Regions from separate parts of the Mus musculus genome. Here region 1 is linked to region 2. Evidence: chromatin contacts called from public Hi-C data. All regions are on one chromosome and are shown on one strand. The core of a region is the stretch at or near the end of the contact, and the rest is flanking DNA. Distances in the headings are between cores, read along the strand shown.

Region 1 (3,562 bases), core at 447-2,946, 46 kb after region 2:
CTAGGGGCTTCATGGGAGATGTTGGTCAAAGAATAAAAAAAAGGCTAGTTAGACAAGAGGAATAAATACCAGTGTTCATCATGGCTCCGACTCCTAGTGACATTTTTATGTACTTGAGAATTGCCAATAGGGTAAGAGGTAGTTGCTCTAGCAGCAACTCTGAGTATCTGTGAGGCGGTGCGTCTCAAGTTAGCCACCCCACAGGTTATACACGTGTCAAAACATCATACTGTACATCATAAATTTAAGTTTTCCCCTGTTAAATAAGATAATAAGAAACATAAAAAGGATAACAGTCAGATTAGACCCATCTTACAATCACCGGCTCCCAGCTTGGCTCAGCCCAGCCAGCTCTGGCTTTGGTAGGGTCACAGTGTCCTGCTCTGCTGTGCATTCTCTGTCCTGGCTCTTCCCTCCCCCCCCCCCCCGACCGACTCCTATCCCACCGCACTAGAGATCAGTGCTAACTTCCCAGGCACCCCTTCGAAGTGCTCCCGCCTCTGTCTTCCAACATCCAATCAACTCTCTTCACGTTTTCCACATTTTGTTCAGTGTCCTATTATGTCAGACTCCCTCTCTTTGCAGGAGTGCTTATAAGTAGCTGCTCCATGCTGGCTGGTAATCAGTGATGGGGAATTGCCTGGGGATCCTGCAAACCTATTTCCTGTCCCTTGACTTCACTGGAAGACAGCTGTTTAAAATGGATGTGTACACATCTGGGAATATACACGATTGTTTCATAATGTGAAGTTAGAAAATATACTAATTTTCACTTATTTTATTTTTGAGGCAGGTTTTTGATATGCAGCCCAGGCTGGTGTTGGATGCATGGTGTAGTCCAGGCTAGACCCAGACTCAAGATGATCTTCCCACTTTAGCCTCCCAGATGCTCCCAGGTGTGAGCCATCACTCAGCTACTTCTATTTTTTTTTTTTTGAGCATGATTAAGCAATTCAGGCTCTTGATATTTAATATCTTGAATGAGGAAGTATACATATCCCACTTTAAAAATGTAGATTGATATTGGTGATATATGTCACAAGCTTTACTGATGGTATGTTTCCTCATAAACAACTGGGGAATGTTGCTATAGAGACAAGCTGACATCCTGGTAGACACCTCTCTAAGCTTTCTGGTACTCTGATGACCTTCAAGTGCTTCTTGTGTGTCTGTATATTACAGGTAACAACAGCCTCCCCACAAAACACTGTGTATGTTTGGAACAATGATCAGCACTTTCCTTTTATGGATGAAACTAGTGAGCTGTAGAAACAGGTCCAAGGACAGGCAGGGCAGGAGAAGAGCAAATTCATGACAGAACCCTGTGTGTGGTGTGAGTTCAGAGCCTGTTGTTAATTCTTACTCTGTACTGGGCCATCTTGTATTTCCCTGCTCTCACATGGTAGACTCAATATGTCTTCATCTGAGAGAGACACTGTGGCTCCTTCAATAGATAGTTCTTCAATAAAGGGTCTACTTTCACATGTGATGGGAATGTTGGATAAGGTCTTTGGCAATTTTAACTCGAAACTCTTTTTCCTTGAAGTAAATGGGTTTGATGAAAAATTGGCATGCGTTGAACCATCGGTCCTATTTTTAGAAAGTGCACATGAGAAATAGTCTGGACCAGCCTGACCCTTGTGAATCACTGCTGAGGCCTGGCTCACCCTGGCATGACTAATGCCTCCCTTTATCATGAGTGTCTGAGAGCATGAAGAGTGAACCACATGGGGGACAGATCTCAGGGCAGAGCACAAGCCAGATACCATGTAGCCCTGGGTGCAATCTCCTGTACTACAACCCCCAAGAGAAATGGAACAATAACAACATCCCCTCCCTGAGCTCCAATCCCCAGATTCTCTGGTCCTCTTTGAAGCCTCCCTCAAACCCTGGAACCTTAACAGCGGCAAGAGCAGCTCTGGTGAGAATAGAACTGGGGACCGGTAGAACTTGCTGGAATTTCATCCCTGGTTGATCACCTTTCAATTTTGAGCTTCTCCATAAGGATGGTCTACAAGTTCTTGGTTATTTGGGGGAATGAATAAAGCTATTTTGGTTTGGCCAAGGAAGTTGATGGTTCTATCCATAGCGAAAGAAATTCTTGTTAAATCTTGACAAATACCTTTCCTTTCTTGTTGTCCTTTTAGGCCATTTCAAGACTCTCGTTCTTCCGGCAGTAAGTATTCATTTAAATTATTTGGCTTCAATAAAGAAATAAATGCCAAAAATTGGCTTCAGAAATACATTGCAAGCTGGGTGTAGTGCTGTACATCTTTAATCTTAACACTTGGGGTGAAGGGAGGGCAGAGGAAGACAGATCTCTGAGTTCCAAGCCAGCCAGGGCTACATAGAGAAACCCTGTTTCCAAAAACCAAAAAAACTAACCAAAAAACCAAACCAACTCTCCCCGCCCCCCGAAAATCTCAAAACAACAACAACGAAAGAAATATATTATAACGATGACATACCTTTTTACTGGCTCTTAATTACATCACTTGTAAGTTTTACTTGAGTTTACTGTACTTTTTAAGAGCAACCTTAACTTTAGAGAGATTGGCTATTATGTTCTTGAAACTCCTTGCAGGGAGTTTTCTTCAATTAACTGGACCATTAGATCACTTTATTGTGTTTGGCCCTATTCCTGCATTAATACTTTTCTTTCTTTTCTTTGTTTCTTTTTAAAGACGAGGTCTCACTATGTAGCCAAGTATCTCCGGCTGGCCATGAATGTATAGAGATTTCCCCGCTTCTGTCTCTTTAGTGCTGGATTAAAGCCATGCACTGCCAACCACACCCGGTGACTTTTAAATTAACGTTTTAAAACGACACATACTAGTTTTCACGTTAAACGTTAACATGTGTTTCATTTTTTTTGTTTTAAATGTATTTCATGTTTTTTTTCATACCTGCATGTACTCTATTTTGATCGTTAGCCTTTCATTACCCTCTCTTGTCCCCTCCTATCCCTGCTGACCCCTTTCCTGTTCTCAACTCGTTTTCCCTTTATTTCCAGGCCTTATTTTGGTATCCCAGTGCAGACTCTAGTTTTTGAAGCGAGATAGATCAGAGACTTTCTGGACATATTTAAAATCACCACATCATGTTTCTTCTAGAGTGATATAGCACGTGCTAGGTTTAGACCTGGGCTGGCAGCCTGGAGTGCTGTCCCTAACTCTCTAAACCTAGTTTCTTTGTGAAATGGTTTTAGCAGAAGAATCCAGTCAAGGGTGGGTGTGGAATTGGGCTGAGGGATTATCTTGAGGTCAAATGACAGAGAACATGTGAACTGCTCAATGTGGTTTGTGGTCTGTTCGTACCACATGGTCGTATTCTGTTGTTATTAATAGTATTAAAAATGGCGGCATGGCCACCAATCGCATGCTGAACAGGGTATAGGAAAAGAAAGCATCACAGATGAGTGTTTGAGAGAATATAGCAAGGAAACAAACACTGGTGTTTCACAGGCTGATTGCCTCAAACAGTGAAAGCGTGGGAAAGCTCACGGGATAAGGGTTGGGGGCGGGGTGGGGGAGGGGGTGGGATGAGATTTCCAAGCTTAACA
Region 2 (3,228 bases), core at 172-2,671:
TGCAAGTCCTAGGTTTGACCTACTGATGCCTTACACTTTTCAAAATAAAACATTCTATTTTAGATTTTAAAAAAAAAATCTGTTCTATGTACGAATGTTTGCCTGTATGTATGTCTGTGTACCACAGGTGTGTCTGAGTAGGGAGGGTGTTGGCTCTCTTGAGCTGGAGTTATGGATGGTTGTAAGCTTCCATGTGGGTGCTGGGAACTGAACCCTCGTCCCCTGGAAGAGCAACCAGTGCTCTAACTGCTGAGCCATCTTTCCAGTTCCCTAACAAACTATTCTAAAAATAAAAACAAAACCAAAACAGATCACCCAAAAGCCAACAGAAGTAGTCTGAATAAAGTCAGAAAGTAGGGTAGTTACCCACACAAGTGGGAAGGATGGTTAAAACAGTTACGAAAGAATTCTTTGGTAATGTCAACAAAAGACATACCGACAGAAGACTGTTCCGGGCCAACAAAGGCAAATTTCCAGTTCAATTCTTTCTCACACCTATATCCTTGAATGTGTCCAAGCCGATTTGTCCTTTAGTTTTCTGTAGCTTCAGGAAGCTACATTACAAAAGTGTAGCGAAATCCAGTGAAGACACATACTTGTGTTTTGGGGGATGGTGGGTATGGAGACTAGAACCTTGTCAGGCAAGGACTATACCTCTGTGCAACATGCGCCCCCCCCCCCCCCCCCCGCAATGAAGATGCTTTTTGAAGTAGCACCTGCAAGACCTCTAGTACGGCATATTGTCTTAGAGTGCTAAAGATATCTTATCTTGAGAATAACCTGTTTCCTAACTTAAATTGCAGTCTGATAGACAAGGAAAAAATAGAAATGTCTGCAATATTTTGGTGTCTTACAGCACAAGATATTCGCGGGATTATGCAACTGTCCCCCGCACACTCAACAGCTGTTAACTCTTCTTTGTTGTTGTTTTGTTTTTGTCTCTCCTCCCCAACAAGGCGCTACCAGATCACATGTTTACAGGCCGGCATAAGCGGAAACCTGGCGGCCGCTGGAGGGGAGCAAGAAGCACTTTGGCCCCTTTGCTTATTGACTCGGATCGGGTACCCCTCCGACCCTGAATTGCTTCAGTCCCGCCAGCGCCACAGGCACCTCCGTCCCGACCCACAGCACTACAGCGGCTACCTGTCCCCCCGACCCCGCAGCCACTCCTTCAAGGCGCCCACGGCCGGGAACCACCCGCCCGCCAGGAACGCTGCCACTAGCAATCACTCGGTGGTCCCGCAGCTCACCCGCTTCGGTCTGCCGGGCGCCCGGCAGGAGCGGGGTGCTGTCCGAGCTCTCCTCATCGTCGTTTCCCGCCGGACCCCGAAGCAGGGGCCTCATAACGCCTGGAGAGCAGATGTGCCGGCGTCGTTGCTTGGCCAACCTAGCTCTCGGCAGGACAGCCCTTCGCCGTGCTGGCTGGGCGGGGCAGGATATTGCCCCGCCCCAGGACACGCCCATATCTGGTTGCCTGTTCCTAAGGCGCCATTTTAGTTTCGGGCAATTTCCCGCTGTGGGCAGGGTTGGGTTGGGCGTGGCGTTTGCGCTGTGCAAGATGTGTGTCACCAGCGGTAGGGAGCCCAGGACTCTGTTACACTAGTAAAAGCCCGGGCATTGGACAGCCTGAAGGCGGCGATGGGGTTTGCATCTCGCAGTGATAGGGAGCTAGGGAAATGGGCAGGGACTATTTGCCTTCTAAATGTCTATAATAGTTTTCAGTCTTTGTCCGTTTTGTGACAGCATATGGCTTTTGAAAAGTAGCAAAGGAAATCATGTTTTGTCCGACGAAATTGACTGTTTCAGAGGTGAACCCCAATGTAGGCAGCTGCCTTTTCTCTTTAGGAAGATACTGTTGATTGTACCCAGGGCCTCACACATATTAGACTAACGCTGATACATACCATTGACCTACATCCCCAGCGGGCAGGCCACGTGATGTATGAGCGTGGGGGAGTTTTCTCTGTAAATCTAATTTGGACAGATTTTCCCTACTGCTGACTCTAAGAAAGAGGAACTAGGAAAATGCTTCAGTCAGCCTTGGTGGGGCCATCGGGCCTCTGAGTAATAAAAGCCATATCTGCAGACCGATGGAAAAGACAGATGTGGTAGACGCCCTTAGAGATTTCCACGCAGACCAAGGAAGAGCAGAGGCTCAGAAAGTCAGGTGAGGCCCCTGTCTAGAAGAAGGGCTGACTGAGATTTACTAAAGATATCCCTAACTCTTGGGCCAGTAAATGCTGATGGGCAAGTTTTCAAAAAGACAGCTGTAGAGATAAAGCCCTTGAGTTTGTGCATACCCGCCTGGCAAATTCTTATAAAATGTATGTACAAACAGCACTTCTGGTGTGGTTAATTTGATGTGTCAGTTTGCTTGTCCTCCATGTGAGTGGATTTCAATTTGTTTGAAGGTTTGATTAGAACAAAAAGATCAGCTTCAAGCCGGGCGTGGTGGCGACACCTTTAATCCCAGCACTCGGGAGGCAGAGGCAGGCAGATTTCTGAGTTCGAGGCCAGCCTGGTCTACAGAGTGAGTTCTAGGACAGCCAGGGCTACACAGAGAAACCCTGTCTCAAAAAAACAAAAACAAACAAACAAACAAACCCAGCTTCCCTAACTCATCCCCTTGTACCCACCCCCCCACCCCTGAACTCCTCCAACAGACGGCTTCAGATTTCATTAGCCTCGGGGTTCTCATCTTTCTGCACCTCTGCTATCCTGTGTGAGCCAATAGGTTTGTTCAACACTGTATCTCCTCTCCTTTATTGCTAAGATCATCCTTTTTGGCAGGGACAGCCAAGGGAATCTTCCAACATAGGGAATCAGATTCCAACAGCCTTGGGGAGTTTGAAATCAGCAGCACCATGTTTAAGTACACTTATTACCTGAGAAGGTTCAGGTTACAGAAAAGTTGCAAAGTCAGTACGCAGAGTTCGAGGTAGGATAGGAAGGCTGGCTTTGTGGGGACATGGGAAAGGAGTCCCTCACTCCCGGGTCTGGGGGACATATCCTGCCAGCTGAGCTAAGAATTTCTGCACAATTAACATGATTTGCTGTGAAGGACCATATGTAAGGCCCAAGCATCCTTCCAGAATGACCTTTCTCCTTTCCCAGACTTGTAAACCTGGGGAGATTTCTAAGACTTTGACAAGAAGCCCCACTTAGGGTACACTCTTGTGCAACTTTATGATCCATGGTTTTACTGGATCAGCTGGCAGTCTTATCCAC

What was found. Hi-C and Micro-C count contacts between places; a contact is called where the count stands out from the background.
Region 1: a contact with region 2 is called in a Hi-C map of pancreatic cancer cells, with 2.4 times the contacts expected there. The contact joins the enhancer-like site here to the promoter of Slc17a5 in region 2. A contact is called at or near these places in 2 of 39 promoter capture datasets (3T3-L1-derived adipocytes and maxillary cranial neural crest), 2 of 15 datasets of contacts at CTCF or cohesin (CD8 T cells and the NIH/3T3 cell line), 41 of 484 Hi-C or Micro-C datasets (the Ba/F3 cell line, the C2C12 cell line, the C3H10T1/2 cell line and 25 more), 6 of 115 datasets of contacts at active chromatin or transcription factors (bone marrow-derived dendritic cells, bone marrow-derived macrophages, a colorectal cancer cell line and 3 more) and 1 of 9 other capture datasets (bone marrow-derived macrophages).

The regions. Positions count from the first base shown.
Region 1 is chr9:78,632,500-78,636,061 of GRCm38.p6, forward strand. Cd109 (CD109 antigen) reads left to right here. Exons shown (of 33, transcript NM_153098.3): 3 at 2,148-2,176. Among named protein-coding and RNA genes, the nearest start is that of Cd109, 19 kb to the left of the region's middle. Within about 2 kb of position 1,697, at least 45 of the 459 cell types and tissues checked have an H3K27ac peak or open chromatin away from gene starts, as enhancers often do. A contact at or near this core is called in the C2C12 cell line, the C3H10T1/2 cell line, the HL-1 cell line and 10 more, where this site is marked.
Region 2 is chr9:78,586,624-78,589,851 of GRCm38.p6, forward strand. It overlaps Slc17a5 (solute carrier family 17 (anion/sugar transporter), member 5), which reads right to left and starts at 1,422. Exons shown (of 11, transcript NM_172773.3): 1 at 1,251-1,422. The coding sequence starts at 1,344.